5 separate regions of the Mus musculus genome follow, and all the other regions are linked to region 1. Evidence: chromatin contacts called from public promoter capture Hi-C data. All regions are on one chromosome and are shown on one strand. Each heading gives the region's core, a stretch centred on a gene start, on an enhancer-like site or on the middle of the called end of the contact. The rest is flanking DNA. Distances are from core to core; before and after follow the strand shown.

Evidence for each region. Promoter capture Hi-C pulls out the DNA fragments that hold promoters and counts their contacts. Capture Hi-C pulls out chosen DNA fragments and counts their contacts.
Region 2: a contact with region 1 is called in a promoter capture Hi-C map of pre-B cells, with 4 times the contacts expected there. The contact joins the promoter of Ccnl2 here to the promoter of Cep104 in region 1. A contact is called at or near these places in 2 of 39 promoter capture datasets (cranial neural crest and pre-B cells) and 1 of 115 datasets of contacts at active chromatin or transcription factors (fetal liver).
Region 3: a promoter capture Hi-C map of adipose tissue shows a contact between it and region 1, with 2.6 times the contacts expected there. The contact joins the promoter of Ube2j2 here to the promoter of Cep104 in region 1. A contact is called at or near these places in 1 of 39 promoter capture datasets (cranial neural crest) and 1 of 9 other capture datasets (adipose tissue).
Region 4: a promoter capture Hi-C map of pre-B cells shows a contact between it and region 1, with 4 times the contacts expected there. The contact joins the promoter of Thap3 here to the promoter of Cep104 in region 1. A contact is called at or near these places in 2 of 39 promoter capture datasets (liver and pre-B cells), 2 of 115 datasets of contacts at active chromatin or transcription factors (astrocytes and large pre-B cells) and 2 of 9 other capture datasets (adipose tissue and macrophages).
Region 5: a contact with region 1 is called in a promoter capture Hi-C map of neural stem cells. The contact joins the promoter of Rer1 here to the promoter of Cep104 in region 1. A contact is called at or near these places in 3 of 39 promoter capture datasets (hippocampal neurons, neural stem cells and pre-B cells), 1 of 15 datasets of contacts at CTCF or cohesin (large pre-B cells) and 1 of 115 datasets of contacts at active chromatin or transcription factors (large pre-B cells).

Annotation. Positions count from the first base shown.
Region 1 is chr4:153,973,206-153,977,688 of GRCm38.p6, forward strand. Cep104 (centrosomal protein 104) reads left to right here and starts at 2,356. Exons shown (of 22, transcript NM_177673.2): 1 at 2,356-2,392. Dffb (DNA fragmentation factor, beta subunit) reads right to left here and starts at 1,876. Exons shown (of 7, transcript NM_007859.4): 1 at 1,662-1,876; 2 at 1,364-1,490. The coding sequence starts at 1,784.
Region 2 is chr4:155,809,427-155,813,900 of GRCm38.p6, forward strand. Ccnl2 (cyclin L2) reads left to right here and starts at 3,063. Exons shown (of 11, transcript NM_207678.1): 1 at 3,063-3,383; 2 at 3,742-3,816; 3 at 4,033-4,142. The coding sequence starts at 3,102.
Region 3 is chr4:155,941,738-155,946,204 of GRCm38.p6, forward strand. It overlaps Ube2j2 (ubiquitin-conjugating enzyme E2J 2), which reads left to right and starts at 2,076. Exons shown (of 8, transcript NM_021402.6): 1 at 2,076-2,413.
Region 4 is chr4:151,986,734-151,991,031 of GRCm38.p6, forward strand. Thap3 (THAP domain containing, apoptosis associated protein 3) reads right to left here and starts at 2,253. Exons shown (of 4, transcript NM_175152.4): 1 at 2,150-2,253. The coding sequence starts at 2,223. Phf13 (PHD finger protein 13) reads right to left here. Exons shown (of 4, transcript NM_172705.2): 4 at 2,898-4,298.
Region 5 is chr4:155,083,102-155,087,768 of GRCm38.p6, forward strand. It overlaps Rer1 (retention in endoplasmic reticulum sorting receptor 1), which reads right to left and starts at 3,252. Exons shown (of 7, transcript NM_026395.2): 1 at 3,104-3,252. It overlaps Morn1 (MORN repeat containing 1), which reads left to right and starts at 3,476. Exons shown (of 14, transcript NM_001081100.1): 1 at 3,476-3,580; 2 at 4,320-4,391. The coding sequence starts at 3,505.

The sequences.
Region 1 (4,483 bases), core at 1,106-3,605:
TCCTTTGGCCATCTCCTTAGGACCCCATTTTCAGACCTCCCAAGCCCTCTCCTTGGAGTCTTTGCACAAGTGCCTATGGTGAGCTTTCCCATCAAACTAAACACCAAGTGCATTCTACAGAGGGTCTTAACCAAACAGGAGCAAACAGAATTCAGTAACACTTAAAAAGCACAGGCCACAGCCAAATGAGGTTGCAAGTCTGGTTTGTACTCAGAACTCAGTGAGATCCACTGTGTTATTAACAAGCTGAAGAAGTAAGTTCTTGTGATACCAAAGGATGCAGAAATTGCAGGAAGAAACCTCAGACAGCCAGAACTTGACAAGAGGTTCCTGGAGCAAATGCACCATGAAGTGATCATCTGGATCTATCAAGGTCAGAACTCTGGAAGCTGGTTTTGGGGGCACGAGCTTGGAATGTGAGCAGTTGGGAAGTAGAGGCAGGAGAATCACAAGTTTTAGACCAGCCTCGGCCACATGTAGCCTTGTCCTCCCCATTTCCCTTGCAAATCTGAACCTTTTGCTCTAGTACAGAGCATGGAAAGAGCAAGGCCGGTTAGCTATGTGGTTGGAGCTCAGTTTCAATAAAGACAGTGAAAAGCTACACAGCGGGAGATATTTGAAAACCACACTATCTTACATCGAAGTCATAACCAAGATATTCTGGAGGGGGGGGGGGCTAAATATTTAAACAGCTTTATAAATCCGACTAAGAAACACAAAAAACGCGAAGAATCGCTTCTCTGAAGAGTGCCTTCAAGTGGTAAATAGGAAGATAATACCCAATCCCATTAGCCACCAGGGAAATTCGGATTAAGACTACAATGATCTGTCATCACACCTACCTAGAATAGCCTGAATGAAAACCATGATACCTGAGAGCATTTCAGCACACTGGTCGAAGTACAGCCCGGAGCAACAGTGAATGGAACCAAGACCTGCCCTGCCCTGCCCTGCCCTGCCCTGCCCTGCCCTGCCCTGCCCTGCCCTGCCCTGCCCAGCCCAGCCCAGCCCAACCCAGCACAGCACAGCACAGCACAGCACACCACAGCACAGCACAGCACAGCACACCACAGCACAGCACAGCACACCACAGCACAGCACAGCACAGCACAGCACAGCACAGCACAGCACACCACAGCACAGCACAGCACACCACAGCACAGCACAGCACAGCACAGCAGCACCGACCCCAGTCTCAATCCTTCCCTTGCCCTTGGCAGTTTCAAAATTAAAATCAAAGTTCTTCAGCAAAAGCTTTTGGCATTCAGAGCCTTTAACCAGATCTTCTGGGTTCCTGCCCGGGCCCCTCGACGAGGCTTTAAACCGTGTAGGTCCCTCCCATCTCCAAAGTGTTCCTACTCACAGCCATGCCAGGTCTCGCCAGCGGTGAGCAATAGGAGCTCAGCGTCGTTGGGAAGGCCCGGGAAGCAGTCGTCCGTCACCTCCGTGCCATCTTCGTACAGGCACAGCCGGGAACCGGGCATCGGGAGCTGGAGGACAAGAAGATCAGCTTGTCCCACAACAGTCTTGGCTTCCAGACAGCCAGCTCTGCGTACTGTAGAAGCCTAGCGCCTGTCCAAGCCCACCCAAGAGGATGGAAATCGTAGGGGTGGAAGCCAAGGTGCCCGCCGCGCAGTGCTTGCCCGGAATGCAAGACCCACCTGGAAGCGGACGCAGCCCTTACGCAGCAGCTCCTGGCAGCTCCGGGCCGCCACGCCGAACTTGCAGGCGCTATGTAGGGCTCGCAACTTGACGCATTTGGGTTGGCGGAGCACCGCGCACATTGCAGGGCTGCGGTACCGTAGCGACACTGGACTTGTAACGTTCCTGCCCGGAACTGTGGTGCGTAGACGCGGCCCGGAACTCTTTTCTCTACGTAGGTAGGTGCAACCGGAAACGTCCGACTGCAGGACCTGTCCCCAGCCAGAATCCTCGAGGCCTGGATGCGCACGCAGGCGCCGGCGGGCGGACGCGCAGGCGTACCGCGCGGGCCGGCCTGGTTGCTATGGGAGCGCAGCTGCGGCCCGGGCCCTGGGCAGAGGCAGCCCGGGCTGCTCCTCTGCTGCCCTCCTCAGAGGCCCGGGGTGGGGGCGGCTGGACCGAGACCCCTCCGAAGATAGCGGAGGCCGACATCGCAGCGGCCCCGCCTGGTCGTTTCCGCGGCGCTCTGTGACCCTGCGTGGCCTCGGTCTTCGGCAGGCACCCGGGGCGGAGGCTCCCTGACACCTGGCCTTGGAGGGACTGCGCGGCCAGTGCCTGTTCCAGGCCTCCCTGCAGCGCATCTCAGCCTTCGTGTCCGGAATCGGATTCGAGCCCCGCCTTGTCCTCGTCTGCATGCGTTACTGAACAGGAGCAGTTGCCACGAGACTAAAGACTGTAGCTCTGGCTCCGGGTAGGCTACACTTCGATCCGTGTCGTTTGGGGGTTTTGTTTGTTCGCTGGGTTTGGTTTGTTGTGCTTTTTAAGCGTTAAGATTCTCTAAAGCACTCTCAGTCCTTAAAATTACTTGGCCCCAGATCATTACTTAATATTGTAACATTTACGTTTTCTTGAAAAGAAAACTGGAAACACTTTTCATATCCTTGTAACAAAATGTTTGGAAGTTGCTACATTGAGTTCGGGTTTCTGGTTGGAAAGATGACAGGGTAAGTTCATAACCAAAAATAGAAGAGTTGGGGCTTAGTTTATAAGCAATGCTAGGGTAAATGTCAATTGACACTGCTGGCTGTGGCTGCCCTAGTGGCAGCTGGAACACCAGCCGCCTGTGGTAACCAGCTAGTAACACAGCATTGCACAGATCCAGATCTGTGGTGGGCTTTGTGAGGCGGGAAGGAACAGGAGGTGGAAGGGCTCCAGTGAGTGCATCGGCTGAAAATGTACATTTTGTAGATGTCCTTATTGAGGCCCCAGTGTTTTGGCCACGCTGCCCCCACAGCCCTCCTGCAGGGATCTTCAGTACCCGTACTTTGTTTTAGTTTTATTGGGCATACACTTGTATCTGCTGTTAACATTCTGTTCTATGCACCACAGAGACGAGGTAGACAGACCTGATTTTTGTTTGTTTGTTTGTTTGCTTGCTTGTTTTTTGGTTTTTGTTTTTTTTTTTTTTTTTTTGAGACTGTCTCACTGTGTAGCCCTAGAACTACTACATATAGACCATACTGACCTCAAACTCCGAGATCCTCCAAGTTCTGGGATCAAAGGCATGCACTACCACACCTGACACGGGCTCTTGAAGACACAGGGTCTGGTCAAGGCACTGGAGAAGTTCGTTAGATTTGACTATTCTCTAGAATTCAAGTCATAACCGGGCATAGTGTCACATACCTTTAATCCTAGTACTTGGGATGCAGAGGCAGGAGAATCTCTGTGAGTTTGAGGCCAGTCTAGACTACATAACAAGTTCTAGGCCAGTCAGGCCTAAATAAGAGACTCTGTCCCAAAAATAAAAACAAACAAAAAAAAAATCCAAGACAAGAATGGAGACTGGGGAAACAAGGTGTCCGGTCATAATTAGCACTTCTACTCCTACAATGGGGCTGCCTAGGGTTTTAAAATTAAGACCTGGAGAGGGGTGATCAAAGTTGGATTTAAAGAATGTTTGTCTTGACAGGAGCATAGGTTGAACGGGCAGTTGTACCCATCTGGAATAGAGATAAGGAAGAAGGGTGGAATCCAGTAATCCTTCATACCGTGCTGCCCTCTTGTGCTAAAGGGGAGGATGGTGGTTGAGGGAGATCAGCTCGGGGTTCAGAACCTGTGTGAACTAGGAGTGTAGCCTCACAGATTAAAGGAGAAGCATGCCAAGTCACCCAGCTATGCTTATCACTGCTCTCCGCTATTTTCTGGGTCAGTCTCCTCTACTCTGCTGCCGTTACAGCCACAGGGAACTCATGTAGCATCTTTAACAGTGACTTGCCATTCTAACTCTTAATAATTTAATACATACATACCCCAAAACACCAGCAAATGCCAGACAGGCATTGATTCTTGGGATGGTCCTTTTCAAATCCAGTGGAAGAGAAAGATCTAGATTACACATCAAGTGTGTTCACATGAGCCGGATTTCCTGTGGGATAGTTTGGATGTCAGAGTCTATAGAGTATTTCAATGTTGTATCTTATTCCAAGAAACTTCCAATGGACTTCTTTGTTCCGTGTTAGGAGCAGTGGTTTTTCTTCTGATGGTTTACTTCAGCATCTTGCTTAGCAAGTGTTTGATTGGCTTGGTAACTAAGAAGTAACCAAGGGGCCATAAGCACTTTGGGCTCTCAGTATGATCACATCTGAGGACCTGTGTGTTGCTGCTCTCTGTCAGTGCTGCCGCCCAAAGTTAGCTCCACTTGGGCAGGCCCTCCACTGCTGTTGGCCTCGGCAGCTCTGGATTCCAGTGCTAGGAGCCTCTGTGGGGAGAAATCTCCTTTGCTGTGGTCTCTAGATAGTCCTGAGGTTGAGTTTCTTCTGGGCAACACATACGTATGTTC
Region 2 (4,474 bases), core at 1,813-4,312, 1.8 Mb after region 1:
GTCCCTTGTCCTCTTGGGGTCCTGCTTCACCCAAAGACTGCCATCTCTTAAACACCTAATTTCCATGCCTCCATCAAATTCTATAGTTTGTACTCCCTTACCTTCATTCTTGTGTCCACTGCTTGCTTCCCATAATTGGTCTACATTTGATCTCACCCTAGTAACTCTCACCAAAGCCATTTCCTGGAAACAAAACCCAGCAGACGCTGACAATAACCCTTTTCCTTGACTTATTCTATTCTCTCTTCTAGCTAAGACAGTATTCCTGAGATGTGAACAAAAAGGTACTCACCTCAGAGAGGGAACCATTGACTGACCAAAGTAAGGATACTACTTAGGTCCAATTGGTGAGTTTATCAGGATTATTTAAGAGAGCAGAAATGACCCAAAAGCACACCACAGATTGAAAACTGAAGTGCACTGCAAGCTTACAGGTAGTCCCGTGGGTTCAAGAGTATCTCTTCCAAGCACCTTGGCTTGTTTGAGAGTCCCTTAATAGTTCTTACATGACATGCTTGGGGAGGGTACCTAATAAACCATGTCAGTTTCAGAAACATCCTGAAGTTATTGTATTAACCTTTTTTTTTTTTTTTTTTTTTTTTTTTTGGTTTTTCGAGACAGGGTTTCTCTGTGTAGCCCTGGCTGTCCTGGAACTCACTTTGTAGACCAGGCTGGCCTTGAACTCAGAAATCCGTCTGCCTCTGCCTCCCAAGTGCTGGGATTAAAGGCGTGCGCCACCACTGCCCAGGTTTATTAACCTTTAAACACACACACACACACACACACACACACACACACACACACACACAGAGTATCCAGATCAGGCTACTTTTGCACTCAGCCTGCCTCTGCGTCCTGAGTGTTGGGATTATAGGCATATGCCACCATGCCTAGCTACTTGTATCTTAAAAAGTTTACCTGCTGGATGGAGTGTTTTGCTTCCTTTAAGAGCATTCTTTGTCTGGACTAGTTTCTTCTTCATGATTAAATGTTTTATCTTTGGGGAAATTCTTAATTGCCAGTCACATTTATAAAAGAAAGGCCCACGTCTACTTTGTTGAGCCCTTTGCTCCAGAAGCCATAAATGCCTGTCTCTGCCTCCAGTTGGAACCATGCTGGATTATAGTGACACCATTCCTCATCTTAGGCCATCAGTTGCTTACGAGTCATTCTGAGCTCTTCCCTCAGACTCAATGCACACTTCTAGCACAATATATAACTTATCAAGTCCTAATTTCCCTCCTATAATTTGTGTTGCTTTTGACAATTTCACGTACCTCAAGAGTGATTCTAAGTTCCTGATTTCCTGCCTCTACTTCTCACGTGCTGGGATTATAGGTATGTACTGGCCATGTCTAGTTTCTGGGATTCAGGGTACTAAACACAAGGCTTCACACATACTACAGAAGCTTACAACTCCGTAATGTTCCCAGTCCCTAAAGATCTGTCCTCTCACCACTGCAGGCAAGCTTAAGTTTGGCTTCTCTTTCCTGAGGATTCCTACAAGGCTTTTTTGACTTTTTCATCAGCCTAAACGTCACTGTACTAGGTTGGTGTCTTGCATACAATATGCTTAACACTTTGCCAGAATGTTGCACATATATTACTCATTAGCCACTTGCTATTGATATTGGAGAAGATACACATCCATGTGGCCCCATCACTGAGCTTTGTTTTCTACTTCACACAAAAAAGACAAGATACTGCAAATCACTGTTGAGTTGTAACCAAGCATCCCTCTCCAATATAGGTTTCTCTTCCTGATGGATGTAATAGTCATCTCTAGAACCAGAGTCTGGGTTGAGTGACTAGAGCCAACAGTCTTTTCTAATTCTTGGTTCAGTTTCAGCTTAGGGAATGGGCAGACCAGGCAATGACAATTGTGCCTACTTTAGAGCTGCAGCCTAGGGGTGGGACAGACGGACAGACAGTAGCAGCGTGGCCATTACAGTGAGAGGACTGATGAGATCTTTGTGGGGTCTGCTTAGGAGTGGAATCCAATCACCCCACTACAGCTGGACTATGGAATACTGACTTTTGGCAACCTTGTTGGCTGTTCACCATACCTGAATCAGAGTTATACAGGGATCTCCTTAAACTCCCATGTCCTCCCAATTTTCCGTTTCACCGAACCTGGCTGAAATCTTATCAAAAGCTTGAGATAACTGAGCAGTGACAGGAAACATCTATTGTGTAGTGGCAGCAGCACTGTTTTGGGTGAAACTAAGCAGGCCAGGACTGGAGTCAGGAATATTAATATTGTCTGTAGGGTCTACTACAAGCCGTTTCACCTTGATCTTCAAGGTCCCCAAGCCATTTTTTTGGCCTGTATTTGCTGCAGTAGATTATTGGGGGTCCCCTTTAAGAAAAGATTGTGTATATGAGTGCTCTGTTTGCATTTGTGCCTGAATGAGAGAAGAGGATATCAGATTCAATCACAGATAGATGGCTGCAAGCCATGATGTCGTAGCTGGAACTCAGGACCTCTGCAAGAGCAGTCAGTTCTCTGAACTGCTGAGCCATCTCTCCAGACCCTTCATCTGCACTTTTTTGTTTAGTATTTTATTTATTTTTGCGACAAAGTTTCTCAGCCATGGCTGTCCTGGAACTCTAGCTGTAGAGAGAAGGCTGACCTTGAACCCACACAGATCCGCCTGCCTAAGTGCTGGGATTAAAGGCACATCTGCCCTTTTAATGCTGGCAGATCCACCCCACAGCTGTTCCAGAGCCCGAGGACGGAAGGGAGGGCTGAGAACTAAAGACTCCGAACTAAGTCGCGGTGTAACGTCGTGCACGTGGGACTGTGGGAGAAAAGTTGTTCTGTCCCAACCCCCAAAGAAAGGCGCCCTTCTAGAACCCCTTTTGCCAGGCAGGAGTTCCGGTTCGGGCCAGGCCGCGGAGCCAAGTGGGTAACGAGCAGCCCCACCCGTGGGTGCTTCCGGCGTCGGTGCCTGACGCGACACTGACGGACTGGTCGTACGGCCAACGGCGTCGAGACAGCGGTGACGTTCAGCCAATGGGAGGGGGCGGGGCGGGGCGGCCACGATCGTCTCGAGCAGCCGCCCTGACGGGAAGGGCCCGAGAAGAGTCGGCGGCACAAAATGGCGGCGGCGGCGGCCGGGGCTGCGGGGTTGATGGCTCCGGCGTCGGCGGCCTGCTCTTCCGGCTCGGCGGGAGCGGCCCCGGGGTCTCAGGGGGTGCTGATCGGCGACAGGCTCTACTCGGGCGTGCTCATCACCTTGGAAAACTGCCTGCTGCCCGACGACAAGCTCCGCTTCACGCCGTCCATGTCGAGCGGCCTCGACGTCGATACGGAGACGGGACTCCGCGTCGTGGGCTGCGAGCTCATCCAGGCAGCCGGCATCCTGCTCCGCCTGCCGCAGGTAAGGGCCGGGCCGCGAGCTCTGCAGGGGCCGTTCGCCGGCCGAGGGCCGAGGGCCGGGCCTTTGTTGTCGTCCCGGCCCCCGGCCCGGAGCTCACCGGACCCAGGCGACGAGGTCCGAGCCTGTGCGCTCCGCAGCCTTGAAATAACCCGCACCCGCCATCCCTTCCCCTTCCCCTTCCCCCTCCGCCGGAGCCGAAGCCCTTTTACCCCCAAGAAAGCCTCGCGAGACCCAAACCCTTTGGGGGAAATGGAAACTGTCGTGGCTATTTGTCCTGGGGGGAAATCACACAAGACATTGTAGCCGGGACAAGCGTGAGTCCTGCATTCAAACGTGATGGAACCCTCTCTGTCCCTAGGTGGCCATGGCTACAGGGCAGGTGCTGTTCCAGCGGTTCTTTTACACTAAGTCCTTCGTGAAACATTCCATGGAGGTAGGCTTCTTTCTGTTTTCTCGGAGAAATGAATTGGGATGAAACCTGGCCTGTTCTGCCCAGTGCTTAGCTGAATTCTGTCCTGCAAAGTCTACACAGCTCTTTCCCTAGAGGCCTGTCTGTCTCTGTATCTTCTGGTTGTTTCTAATAGTTTTAATGCCTTGGAAGGTTCTCAAGTTGGGGGGAAAAACACCCGTGTCACAATGTACATTTCAGCATGTGTCCATGGCTTGTGTTCACCTGGCTTCCAAAATAGAAGAGGCTCCGAGACGAATCAGGGATGTCATCAATGTATTCCATCGCCTTCGGCATCTGAGAGAGAAAAAGTGAGTCCTTTGCAGAGCTGTCCTAATGTCTGTCATTGTTAATACCAACCTGTGAATTTACAGTAGATTGTTCGCATGTGCCCTAGATGCTGTCTTGGGGCAGTTGGTAGGGGGGTACAATAACCAGGATAGCTGGCTGTCCTAGCCCTGCTGAAACAATTCCTGTATGACCACATCAGCTCACCACCCTATTGTCCTGTTTGTTCCATGGTTCTGCTGAGAACCTCTGAGCACCAGGTCCCTGGTTCTCACCCTCAGCGCTGTTAGTGTCTGAACTGGCCATTCTTTGTTCTAGTGTCATTGTAATATGTCGATCAATATTCCTGGCCTTT
Region 3 (4,467 bases), core at 826-3,325, 2.0 Mb after region 1:
GTTGACCATCAGTTCTGCCCTACATACTGGTTGGCCAGGCACTGTAATGTCACTGAAACAGCCCGGTAAGTAACTGCCTCTGCTTTGCAGCCCAAACTTGCATCCTTGGCACACTCCAAGCACCACTTGTAGCAGAATTTTAGCAGAGCCATTGTATCTGGCATGAATACTTAGGCTTTGAATTAGTCTTTTGTAAATAGTCAGTGGTTATTATATGAGGTTTATGGGGTAGCTCTTCCAAAGGGCTCAGAGCCTTTGCATAACATAGTCCGGAGACATAACTGGCAAACCAGGAAATGTCTTAAGGCTGGGAATTGTTTAGGCAATGGTTCCTCATGACCATAGCCTTTCCACCCCTGTCCAAGTCCAAATAATGGACTCTGAGACTCTTATATATGAATAATGAATATATGCCTAAGCCAATAGCTTTGGCTAGTTTCCGCCAGCTCATAACTCAATTATCTCATTTAGAATAGTCTAAGTCCTGCCATGTGGCTAGTTAACCATTCCTTCAGTTTCATGTGACCGTCCTCTTCATGTGGGATGGGGCGATCTTCTTTGCCTGACTCCCCCCCCCTCCTGGACTGCTACCTTCTTTTCCCTGCCTCAGGTCATTGTCATAGGCTTTTTTTATTGACAGATGATGCTTCCATGAAGTTCACAAGACATTCTCTCTATAGTTCCTTCAGACTACTTCAATTTGTACGCACAAATTGACTTGCTAAAGATGCCTTTTTTTTTTTTTTTCCAAGACAGGGTTTCTCTGTGTAGCCCTGGCTGTCCTGGAACTCACCTTGTAGACTGAACTCAGAAATCCGCCTGCCTCTGCCTTCCCAGTGCTGGGATCAAAGGCATGCGCCACCACCGCCCGGGTCTAAAAATGCCTGTTGTGTAACAATATATAGGCTTTGCAATGTGGATTCTGGATTCAGTCCTGCAAAGGCTGAGCCTCCTGCTGCTAAGAATCCTTAATTCATCCTGCAGTGTCTCTCTTCCAGTGTGTTGTAACCCGGAATACTGACACCTACCACATCTGACTTGGCTTTCTGGAACCTGTACACAGAGTTCACAGGCAAATGAAGGGAAGGTGCTGGGTCAAGGACGCAGGGTGTGTGTGTGTGTGTGTGTGTGTGTGTGTGTGTGTGTGTGTGTGTGTGATGTTATCTCACCAACATAAGAACAAACTTTAGCATTCGATTCTAGGAATGCAACAGTGAGGCAGCAGTGTGTGCAGGGAGAGCTGGAGAAGTCTGGATCTCTATCAGCCTCCTCAGCCCAGATTCTCCAGCTGTCAGGGCCCAAACTAGTATTTAGAACATCCCTACTGGCAGCCTCCTGTCTCAGCACCAGCCAGATAGTCTGGCCAAAAGACCAAGCTGTACCGCCTCCCCTCCCCAGGGCCAGGAAGGAGGCGGAGGGAGAGGGGAAACCCGTCTTAGAGCAATGTCCTCGAGCATAAAGATGGTATTCAAGAACTGATTGGGAAACTTGGTGCGGAAACACAGGGACTCTTTTTATGAGGACGGCTGTTCCCGGGGCTGGGGGTCTGCCGCGGGCTTGGAGTGCGGGATACGCCTATGCCCATCATTGGCTCCGTACACGGGGATCTTCGTGGCTATAGGGGCAGCGAGGGAGAACTGAGTGAACCTCCAGCTCGGAATTTAACTGTGTTTAGAGCAGACAAGAGTGCATCCTGGGCCAGAAGGTGGCCGGTGGCCCTAATTCGTTGTGAACTCATGGGTCATCTTTTCTCTGGGGCTGGCCTCCCTGACTGGCCCTGATTTGGGGTCGGGAGCACTGCGGGATTTCTGCAGCCACTTACTGGTTCCTGGAGTGCCGGCCAGACAGTACGAAGTCTTGGGAGTGTCTAGCCCAGTTTCCCGACACAGGAGCCACAACCCCCTCCCCCGAGCTATTCTCTAGTGCGCACGCGTCAGCAACCCTTTGCGCAGTAGCCGGACACAACCATTAGCCAAAAACCCGAGACTGACCTGAGCCAGCTAGGAACTGACAGTGGAGCCTCCACCAAGCTGCCTAGCGGAGCGCTTCCACCCGCGGACAGCGCACCGGAAGCGGAAGCGGAAGCGGGCCTAGGCCGTCCCCGGAGCGGCCATCTTGGAGGCTGAGCGGCGGTAGCGGCGGCGAGGCTGCTTGCGGCGGGTGCGGTGGGCCGAGTCCCAGCGCGGGTGCGGCTCACGGCGCGGGCCCCACTCTTCCGCACCCTGCTCTGGCCTCGACCACGGCGAACCTGAACGCGGCCGCGGCCTCAGGGAGAGGTGAGCGCTCGCGGGCTGCGCGGGGCCTCGGGCCGCTCGTTCGCCCCGCCGGAGCCGGCTGCAGCGGCGGGCGGGGACGCGGGGACGCCACACGTCGGGTCCCGTTGGTTACGTCGCCGGCTGTGCCCGGACCCGAGGTCGGTTACTGAGGGCGCTCGGGGTTCCTGTCGGGGGCGGGTTAGGGGTTTTGTTTGCCGCGCGGCGGATTCTCTCACGGACGCTCGGAAGACTCCGAGGAGGAGCCAGGTTTGATCTTTAAAAAAACGTATCCCGTGAGTTTGTTGTGGGGTGGTAGCCGTTGAGTGGCCCCCTTTCATCGCGATCAGTTAGAACCCCAGGCTGCTTAATAGACCCCAACAGGGGCGAGCGTGTCCGCGGTTACGCCCTTGAGGGTAATGCAACAAAACCTTGGGCAGTAAGAGTGGGGCTTGGGCCCGTTTCGGGGGTCGGGGTGAGGACGGCCGATGCTTATTCTCCACCTCTGCTAACTGCGGACTCTCAGCCAGTGACCTCACTTCCTTCTTAGTGGACATCATCACTTAGCTGTGTGTTTAACCTCAGTCAAGCTCTCAACGTCATCAGATCCAGATAGACCAGGAAGAGAAAAGAGCAGAGTTCACTGTAAGCTAACAAGTGCATAAGAATGTACCTTTCTGCAAGTAGTGATACAGGGCTTTATTCATGGCCAGGTGTGTGTAATGGGGGGGGAAAAAGGATTTTAGGATTGTATTTCATTATAAAGTCCCGCGTATGATCTTCAGCCGGAGATAGGTCTAGGTTCCTAGAACTTGGAGTCAGTCCTCTGCAACATCATTGTCTTCCTGTACTCGGCGTCAGTTCAGTTCTCGGTGTGTGTGAGAAAGTGGTGCTAAGGCTGTTTATTGTGAGCTTCTGGCTTCCTTCAGCCCGTGGAGTAATCCTGGAGAAGGTAAAACTCCCTGAAAATCCTGGCCTTGGGTGTGTCATGTGCCCTTCTGACCATCTGTCAGGCCAAGGTCTTAATTCCCCACCGTCACCTAACCTGTGTGGAGTGTTGTGGGAGAGAGATGTCCAAAAGGAAAAAGAACTACCACCTTGGCACGGTGATGAGGGACTGACAAGAGACTCTTCTGCTGCCAGTGAGTGGCTGCTTCTGTCACCTTCCATCCCCTAGGAGAGTCACGAAAGATACTGCTGTTCCGATTGAGGCAGACGAGGAGCAGATAGGGCAGCAGATAGTGAATCATAAGTATGGTGTTATATGCTTAACAGCAAGTTTGAGGCAGGAGATGCAGCCTAGTGATAGAATACTTGCCTACTCCTCGAGAGGCTCTAGGTTTAATTTCCAATGCTGAAAGAAAAAAACAGAAGTTAAAGCTGATCATAGTGTTGGATGCCTTGAACGTCAGCACTTGGGAAGCAGAGGCAGAAGGATCTTTGAGTTTGAGGTCAGCCTGGTTTACACAGGACATAGGCACTGAGACCTTGTCTCAAAAAAAAAAAAAAAAGTTAAAAGCAAGTATGAGAAAGAATTTCCTCCTGTGGTTGACTAGGCAGAATTTTTTAAAAAATAAGTTTATGTAACCCCAGCTCTCCTGGACTTCTCTCTGTAGACAAGGCTGGCCTTGAACTCACAAAGATATGCCTGTCTCTGCCTCCCAAGTGCCAGGATTGAAAATGTGCACTAAACTATTTTTTTAAGACAGGATCTTCAAAAAAAAAAAAAGAAAGACAGAGTCGGGCGTGGTGGCACACGCCTTTAATCCCAGCACTTGGGAGGCAGAGGCAGGTGGATTTCTGAGTTCGAGGCCAGCCTGGTCTACAGAGTGAGTTCCAGGACAGCCAGAGCTACACAGAGAAACCCTGTCTCGAAAAAAACAAAAAAAAGAAAAAGAAAAGAAAAAAAGAAAGACAGGAAAATGTATGTATTCCAGGCTATCAGGCTATATAACTTAACGATCATCTGTGTCTACCTACTAGGATTATAGATAAACACCAACCATGCTTTGCTTATGTGGTGCCAGGAATTAAACCCAGGTCTTCATGCATGTCAGGCAAGCACAACTATAGCCTGGCACAACTAACTGCTAGTTTCCTGTGTGTGTCCACTACTAACCTGTCTGGTCACTTAGCTCAAGCCAAATACAGTTGTGTTGGAATTACTCAATGAAGTTATTTTTTACATGTTGGAGTATTAACTTTAGGGGTGAAG
Region 4 (4,298 bases), core at 1,003-3,502, 2.0 Mb before region 1:
CCTCGGAGGTCCAGGCCTGGGTGAACACAAGTTTGATGCGTTAGGTGTCAAGTTCAAGGTGCTCTTCAGACTGGCAGAGCTCAGAGTGGCAGATGGGCACCTATGCCCGGGGATGTCCCTACAGAGCCTGCCAGCCTCGGCGATCTCAGCACTAGGGAGAAGCCCTGAACGGCTCCATCTTGAGCATGCCAGCACTCAGTGTAGGAAGTAGAGAGGACTCTGGGATGGAGACTGACGGGGGAGATGTGGGACAAAGGTCAGGATGCGCCCAGGGAGTGGGAAGAGAACTGCCTAGTCAAAAGCTATTGAGAGTTCTTTTAAGACAAAGCCGGATAGATGACACAGACCTATAAGCAAGACCTGGGTGGGGCACAGTGGTGGATACCTGGAAGGGTCCAGTTCATAAGCCAGCCTGGGCTACACAAGACCAGCCCTCTCGAATTAACAGAAGCAACACTAGCCTGAAGCAAGGATAGAGTCAGAAGGCAGACGGGAGGGCACAGGAGAGATGTCAAAGCACGGGGTACACACAGATCTAAACTGTCCTCAGGAAGCCTACCAGGACATGTGGTGATTGTGCCATAAACACTTAAGTGGTGGCACACGCCTTTAATCTCAACACTCTGGAGGCAGAGGCTGGCAGATCTCTGTGAGTTCAAGGTCAGCCTGGTCTACACAGAGAAATCCTATCTTGAAAAACAAAACAAAAAAGTTTAAAAATTCGGAGGTGTGGCCAGGCGTGGTGGCTCATGCCTTTAATCCCAGTACTCAGAAGGCAAAGGCAGGTGGATTTCTGAGTTCGAGGCCAGCCTGGTCTACAGAGTGAGTTCCAGGACAGCCAGGGCTACACAGAGAAACCCTGTCTCGAAAAAACAAAACCAAAAAAAAAGTCAAGGTGTGTAGAGCACCTGCCTACCCACTACTCTGGAAGGCCTGAGCTCCATCTCCAACACAAAGTAAAATATAAAAGTCTCCCAGACAGGATGCCAGCATGCATTAAGGGAGGGGGTGTTTTTTTTTTTTTTTTTTTTTTTTGAGTGTTCAAAGCCAGTTTTGGGTACATAGCTCTATTCACTGACTTCAGTCAGAACTACAGAAAAGGGCCTGGTCTCAATGGAGGAGGTGGCTATTAAAATAGATAAGACACCTGGCAAAATCCCTGTGGCCCCACAAAACAGGAAAGAAACTGTCCTCTGACCATCCATCCCATGGGAGACATGGCAAGAGGGTGGAGGATTCTTCTACACACAAATGAATTTAACTTAAAAACAAAGAATGAGAGCGGGCAGAGGTGAGTGTTCCCCCGAGTTTCTGGCAACTCAGATACCTGATAACTACCCATGCAGCCACCCGGAGGCCCTTCCATGCAGAGCACACATCCTGGCTCGTGGTCAATGGAATACTATGCAGAATAGTGCTTGTGGGGCAAGGATGACTCTCGCAGGGCCCGGAAGGAAGAGAGAGAGAGATTCCATTTCTTAAGGTTCAAACCTCGCCACAGCCACGCAGCCCACATGCAAGCTATCCCTGTGGGCTGGTGGGAGAAAAGACTGTAAGTGGATGCCAGCGGAGACGTCTGTGGGCTGCCAACTGATGTGTGTATTTTTCTATGGTTGCTACTCTTCAGCAGAAACATTCAAAGTGTACAGGGTGCGGGCTGCCAGGAACTGAGCCCTGAAGGCACAGACATCGCTCGAAGCCGGAGCAGTTGAAGGGTGCTTCCCTAGAAAGGGCTCAGCACGAGTCTTGCTGGGGAAAAGGGGTCCCAGGGCTGCAGAACCGGGGATCTCCCACCTTCCCACAGCCGAAATCCCTGCCATGAGGCCCGGCCATCCTGGGAGCACTCATTCCTCCAGGCCTCCCGCGAGGTGACGCAGGCGCAAGGGGCCAGAGCAGGGACACGGCCAGGTGCCACTCACGCCCATCTAGTTTGCACTGAGCACCTACTGCTTCCAGGCGAGGAGGGGGCGGCGGGGTCAGGCTGTGAGGCCGCGCGCAGGAGCATCGCCCGCGCCCGGCCCGGCCCCTCTACGCAGTCCCGGTCCACCTCGCCTGCAAACCCTGGCCTGGGCCTCCCGGAGCTCCCGCCCAGTGCACCGAGACCCGCGAGCGTTCCGTAGGGTCGGGTCCCGGCTTCCCCATCCCTCACCGGTGGAAGGTGAGCTGCTTCCTGCGGCTGCTGTAGCGGTTGCAGCATTGCCGGGCCGCGCAAGACTTCGGCATCTCGGAGATGGGCCCACTGCCCCTAAAAAAGATGGCGGCTCGGCGGCCTCGGGGGGCGGAGCCTGAGGGGCGGGGTCCGCAGGCTCGGGGCGCCAGAGCAGGACTTGCTCTGCTCCCTAAAGAAGTTAGAGCTGAGGAATACCTCCTACAACTTGTGCCCAAGTAAACAACTTTGGAAACCTGGACTAAAAAAGCGTCGACTCCTAACTCAGCTAAGTTTCTGGCTTGCAGGGCTGGGTTTGTCCGTTACAGACAGGTACAGAGCCTGCCTGGCCTTGAACTCACACTTCATTCATCTCAGCTTCAGACAAGGTTTGGATCCCAAGGGAGGTACCCAGCTGGTCACTATACAGACAGAAGATGCCTAGCACTGGACTCACCTCACCAGTCCGAACTTCAAAGGGCCCTAATGGCTGTGGCTTTGAAAGCTCAGACAAGTGCGGGGTAGAGGGTAGGGGTGGCCGGCACACCTGAACAGACAAGTGTGACAGGAATTGAGGGAAAGGGAAGCCTTTCAAAAGTGCACACTGGGTTTGAGAGCTAACTGGATAAGTGGAGCAGGGGTCATGGTCCCTTTTCATCATCAGTTCAGCTCTGCCAGATCCGCCATCTGACAAGCAACTGGGGAGACCCACAGCCTTTTTCAGCACAGGACACCTAAGGAGGCACAGACCTCAAAGTAGCAATATCTTTATTTACAAAATATACAGTTTCACAGAAACAGCTTGCTTTATACACATAAACTTTATAATTACACAGAACATGTAAACGATGTTGTGTCTGGCCTGGCCAAAGCCCACGGGAAGGGTCTACTTGGGGCTGACCCTTCCCTCCCAGCATTAGCCATCAACCAGGAGCCCAGAGAGGCTCACGCCCAGTTTGCATAAACAAGCTGATTGCAGCTGCCCAGCTCAACCTACCCCCAAACCAAGGTGTCCAAATTCTGACACCACCCACAGGGAAAGATCCCCTTAAAAACAAAGCAAGCAAACACAAACAGATGTCAAATGTATTCCAGAGGCATTGATCTCTGAGCACATGTAATAATGGCCAGCTCCACTGTTCCACAACAAAACCACACATATTCTTAAATGCACTTAAAAAGAAAAAAAAACTACTGCAACTTTGGTTATTCTCAGGGTGAAGACACTGGACAACAACTGTCATGGGGCAGGTCTTTGGCAAATTCCTCTAACTTGTCCTGGGTATTTGTCCCATCAGAGCCACACAATAGCCTGGGGGCAAGACTGTTTCTATCACAGCTTCTCTTTAGAAGAGCTCTCCCCTTGAGGTCTGCACAATCTACAGAGCTCAGCAGTACTTCTACTTTAATATGAGCAACAGGATTTAAAAAAAGAAAGAAAGTTAAACTGGGTGAGTGAGAAAGATGCTATTATTTTTTTTTTTAAAAAAAGGCTCTGATTTGCCAAGTTACAGTCTACACTCTGAGCTCCTTTGGTGCTTAAGACAATGTGGGAGAATGCCTGTGACCTTACAAAGGTACTCCAGGAAGGGGAAGAAAGGTGACACACTGGCCACTCTGCTCTGTCTCAGGCTAACAAAGAATACGCGTGACAACTGGGTAGGAAACACTACGGAGAAAGAATGAGCACTGGAGATGCTGGTTTGAGAGCCAACGCCCTCTTCCTCCTTTCCCTCTGCCCCAGGACCACCAGTGTCCAGGAGCTGAGCCAGCCCTCACTCAGACCAGGGCTCTGGTTCACACCTCTGAAACTCTGCAAGCTGGTGCTCTAGCACTCAGACCTTGCCTTGCCCCAGGAACCTGTATGGAAGGCAGAATGCCCATTCTTTTCACCCATTATCTGAAGAACAGCACACAGGGCCCAAGGACAGTGTCTTCTGTGGACTGTTACTGGACTGGGCACCACCAGCAGAGCTGGGACACCCAGTGTAACAGTGGCAAATACTTTGGGCTGTATTGTGGGGAAAAAAATATGCTTTTTGTTTTTTACATCGTGCAAAACAAGAAACTGAGTTATGAACACAGAACACCTCCACCCCAACCCTCACTCTGTGGAAAGGCGGCTACACATTGTCCCTTTAAACCAACCGTG
Region 5 (4,667 bases), core at 2,002-4,501, 1.1 Mb after region 1:
TCATTACCCTTGATTTCACAGAGGACAGACCTCAGCAGTGCTAGGCCTGGCAGCAGCTCAGGTCCAGCTTGGTATCCAGCTCTTCAGATATAGACTCAGGGAAACTGCTAAGTGATGGGACCTCTGTCATCAGTCCTACTTGAGAAGCAGGAGGGGAAAATCTTGTGGTCCTGGTCCTCTCAAGTCTATGAGCAGTGCCTGTCCCAGGTCCCTCTGCTACCCACAGGGTGAAGAGGAGAAACAAACTGTAGTTCAAGTATGACTTAAATCTACTTGTGCTGAGCAGCTGAAAGGCCTTCAACACCCTCTCTAGCCACAGTCAGCCTGAGGTTCACCATGTGCAAAATGATGCTCTTCTAAAGGCAGACACACAGGCAGCCTTCAACTGCAGCCAAGCCCTGAGCTTGGTCTTAATGCTCCCAAAGCAGGTAGGAAACCAGGCTCACAAATGCTGCAGTGTGGCGGCAGCAGGAGAGATCCAACACCTCCAGCCCACCCTGCCTCAGCCCTGGGGTCCTTTGGAACCAGATATAAGTGGCCACATAATGTGACAACCTTCGCAGCACCCACAGAACTCAGTCTCAAGTCTGCAGTAAGAGTTGCCAGTGTGCTGCCACTTCCTGGGTCCACTGAGTACAGTGCTCAGAGCTGCCCAGGAGAATGAGAACGCCCTTTGGCCTCAGGTGTGTGCATAAACGAAATGCTCACAATTTAACTGAAGAACCTAGTTGTGGCTCCCCCTATCTGGGGGACTCCACATTTAAATAGAGGCCACATTAGAGTATACTACCTAGAATGGCCATTCCACTTAGGCCAAAGCCCAACTGTGTTAGTCAAATTCTTTACCCTATAGTATACGAAAATGTCCCATTATTTTACAGGGATTTTTAAAACACTTTTGTGCCAGGCGTGGTGGCGCACGCCTTTAATCCTAGCACATGGGAAGCAGAGGCAGGCGGATTTCTGAGTGAGGCCAGCCTGGTCTACAAAGTGAGTTCCAGGATAGCCAGGGCTATACAGACAAACCCTGTCTCGGAACCCCCCCCAAAAAAACAAACAAACAAACAAAAAAACTTTTGCTTAAATTGAGACAAGAGTAGTATTAAAAGGAAAATACTAGGCCTGGTGGCACACACCTTTAGTCCCAGTTCAGGAGGCAGAGGCAGGTGAGTTGAAGTCAGCCTGGTCTATATAGTGAGTTACAGACCAACCCATCTACACAGTGAGGCCATTTTAAAGAAAAAACGATGGAGCTGCTCCTTTAAAGTCTGTACTCTAAGCTGATCTTAAAACTCTGTTTCAGATGATGCGTAGAAAGCCTACCTAGAACACATTAGTCAAGTTTTGATTATCAGACAAACATTGCTCTACATCTTGATTAAACTCACTGCCAATAACAACCCGAGAGAGGCAGCATAGAGATTAAGAATGTGAACTTTGGAGTCCCACTGCCGGCTTCAAATCCCAGCACTGCACTTCCTAGCAGTGTGATCTGGGACAGCCACTGAGGAATGCCTGGGGTTCGGACCTGGAAAACGGGGCGAGCACCTCAGTGCCTTCCTCAAAGGGTTCTCATGAGGATCTACCGGCAGCCTGTGGTGAACCAAGTGCCAGCCCTCAATGTTTCAGACTTGTTCCTGGGTTAGGGCAGCCCTCATACCAGCTGTTCTAGCTGCAATCCTCTTCTCTCCATTCAGACTAAAGGTCAGAGAGGCCCTCCATGCTGTCCACAATGACCACCGTTTCCACGTTTCCATGTCACGTCACTGTTTGCATTTTCTGTAACAACTGTTTTCCAATCCCTTTCTAGTAATCTCTCAATCTCCTCTCACCGGAATGCACGCTCCTCCCTGAGGGACCTTGATTTGTTTTAGGATGGGCCTCACGACCTACAGTGCTTGTCACATATCTACTGAAATTGCTCTATGCTCTGTCACAAAAAAAAAAAAAACAAGACAAAAACTGTTCTAAGGGGGACAAGTACCACACACAGAACATTACCCCCGTGTTCTGGAGCCCATCATTTGTCTAGTTTCTGCAATCCATCACTCCTAAATTAGTAATACACCACAGAGAAGAAAGCGCTCTGCACAGCATCTGGGGGTCGCTGCCTCTTGCACCTGCATGCCTCAAGAGTTGTTCCCTGTCAACCCTTCCAGACCCTGCCCCTCTGAGTCCTTCCCTCTCTGGGCCCCTCTCACCTTTGGGGGTGGGGTGGGAAATGATCATCTTGGATCATCCCCAGCCCTTTCTCTATGTTCTACCTCCACCGCAACCAGTTCCCCAACACACAACCTGGATCTAAGGGGCTGAGTATGGGTTTACTGATGCTCTTCTGAGCACCTTAATGAGGGTTAAAAAAAAAAAAAAAACTCACATCAAAAAAACAGGCAGTTCCAAGACGTATAACTAGTCTCTAAGTCTTCCCCCCGCCCCCAACAGGGTTGCTCCATGTAGACCAGGCTAGCCTCAAACTCACAGCCTCTGCCTCACATAAAGGCGTGCACCACCACCTCCTGGATAGTATCTGTTATTAAGAACTAAGAAAGAAAAGCCACTGGGGGTTCTCAATGTGGAAGTATGAAGCCCTCTTGCACTGATACCCTGCTAAGGGAGACAATGTAGCCTTATCTGCTCCACGCTGGAAGTACAGCCTGGAGGGCTGGACATTTTACTGCCTTAATGTCACCATATAATCTAGACCCATTTAACCAGCACCCCTTCGATCCATTCAGTAACTGTCTTCGCGCTCGGGCTTAATTCCTACACGTGTGCCCCGAAACTGAACACGGTAGTGGGGTAGCAAGAGGACACCTAACACATGCCGCCTGGATCTGTGCAGGCAACAACAGGCCACCTTCCTCCACGACCTGGGGCCGGGGGGTCGGGGCGGCGCGCGAGCCGCGGCGGGCAGCGCTCAGCAGTCCCCTCGCGCACCCCTCTCGGAGATCGGCCCGCCCCTGGCAACCCCTCGCCAGGCTCAAAGGCGCTGCCCGGCCCCGCCCGCCCGCCGCCCGCCGGCTCGCCCGTGGCCTTGACAGCCCAGAGGAAGGCGGTGGTGTGCCGCCCGACCAGGTCCGCGCCACCAGCCCACCCCCAGCACCTCGCAGCTCCGGTGCAGCCGAGCCGCGGTCTCCCTCACGGCTGCGGAAGGAGGATGGCGGGCAGGGCGGCCGCCAGAGCTCGGCTCCGGATCCGGGAAGCTGCACAGGCACTTCCGTTCCGTCCCGCGGCGCCTCCAGCCGCCAAGATGGCCGCGGGGCGGGGCCCAAGCTCCAACCATTTCCGCTTCCGGTATGGACGCAGAGGCCGTTGGCGGGAGCGCTTCCCGGCGGAAGGACGGGGTTGGCGGAAACGTGCCGTGGTGCACAGGCGCATTGACGTCCTCAGGCTCCGGATCCGGCGCCGCTGCTTCGGATGTTATGGTCTCCTGGCCACGCCCCATGGCAACCGGAGGCCAATGGAAGGCAGCTTTATGGTTGCTAGGGAAACTTTGGCGGCAAGATGGAGGCAGCTGGCGATCCCTACCAGGCTTCGCTCCAGCCGCGTCGGCACTCGCCGAGACTGCCGCCGCGAAACGGTACGGGCTGCGTCTCCCCGCTGGAGCTCCGTCGCGTTCGCGTGCTCCACAGGCGTGGTCCAGGCTGCAGGCTCACGGCCAGCCGACCCTGCGTCAGGGGGGGCAGGTAGAGCTGAGGTCAGGCTGGCTGGGTGAGCACACGAGGTTCGCCCAATGCAGTCTGATGAAAAGTTGTTCTAAAACCGGAGAAACAGGATCGATATGAGGTCAGAGTCCATGCTAGTGCCACTGTCTTCCCGTCCCAGGCTGCGACTTGCTGGCAAGAAAGCAGTGGGGTTGCTTATCCATCTCAGGAACTGAGAGATGGGTGTTGGGTGTGATGTCTCAGAGCTGGCTGCGTGATAAAAGATGAGGCAGCCAGGAGTAATTAGGAGTGAGTGTGGATTTTTGTCCCGTGGGGACAGGAGGATAGTGACGGTCCTGGCAGGGTGGGCTCTTTGCTGTATCCTCACGGAGCTTGTTGACTGCTTCCGTGCCCTCACCGCCTCCTCTTAAAGAGCCTACAATCAGCTTTTGTCTTAGCCCTCCTCTGGCCAGGCCTGCCTTTCCCTCAGTACTATCCATGTAACAAAACCCAAGCAAGGGAGAGGGAGCACCCATCTTGAGCAATTAACCATCCTGTCATGTTCAAGAGACTGATGAGAAATGACCTGCAGACTACTCCAGACCCTGAGCTGCCCCATCTCTGTGTCTGTTGATGGCAAACCATTGCTATGTTCATCTTCTTTTCCGAACACAGGCTATGGCGTATATGTATACCCAAATTCTTTCTTCCGCTATGAAGGAGAATGGAAGGGAGGCAAGAAACACGGTAAGAAGCCTGTGATCATTGCAGAGCTCATTCCAGAGCCAGATTCCTGAGAAAAGGTGTGGGAGGCAGTCAGTCTTGTACCAAGCATAGCCTGGTACTGCGCCTGCACACTGGGACTACCACTTGGACCCAGTCATGGTGGAACCAATGTAAGACCAATTCTTGTAGGCTTGGAGGTCATCACATGCTGGTGGGTGGTGGAACTATTGGTGGGAGGGAAAGAGTGGGGCAGTAGACCCAGAGTGTCACACACAAACACCATCATGGCGTCCTGCA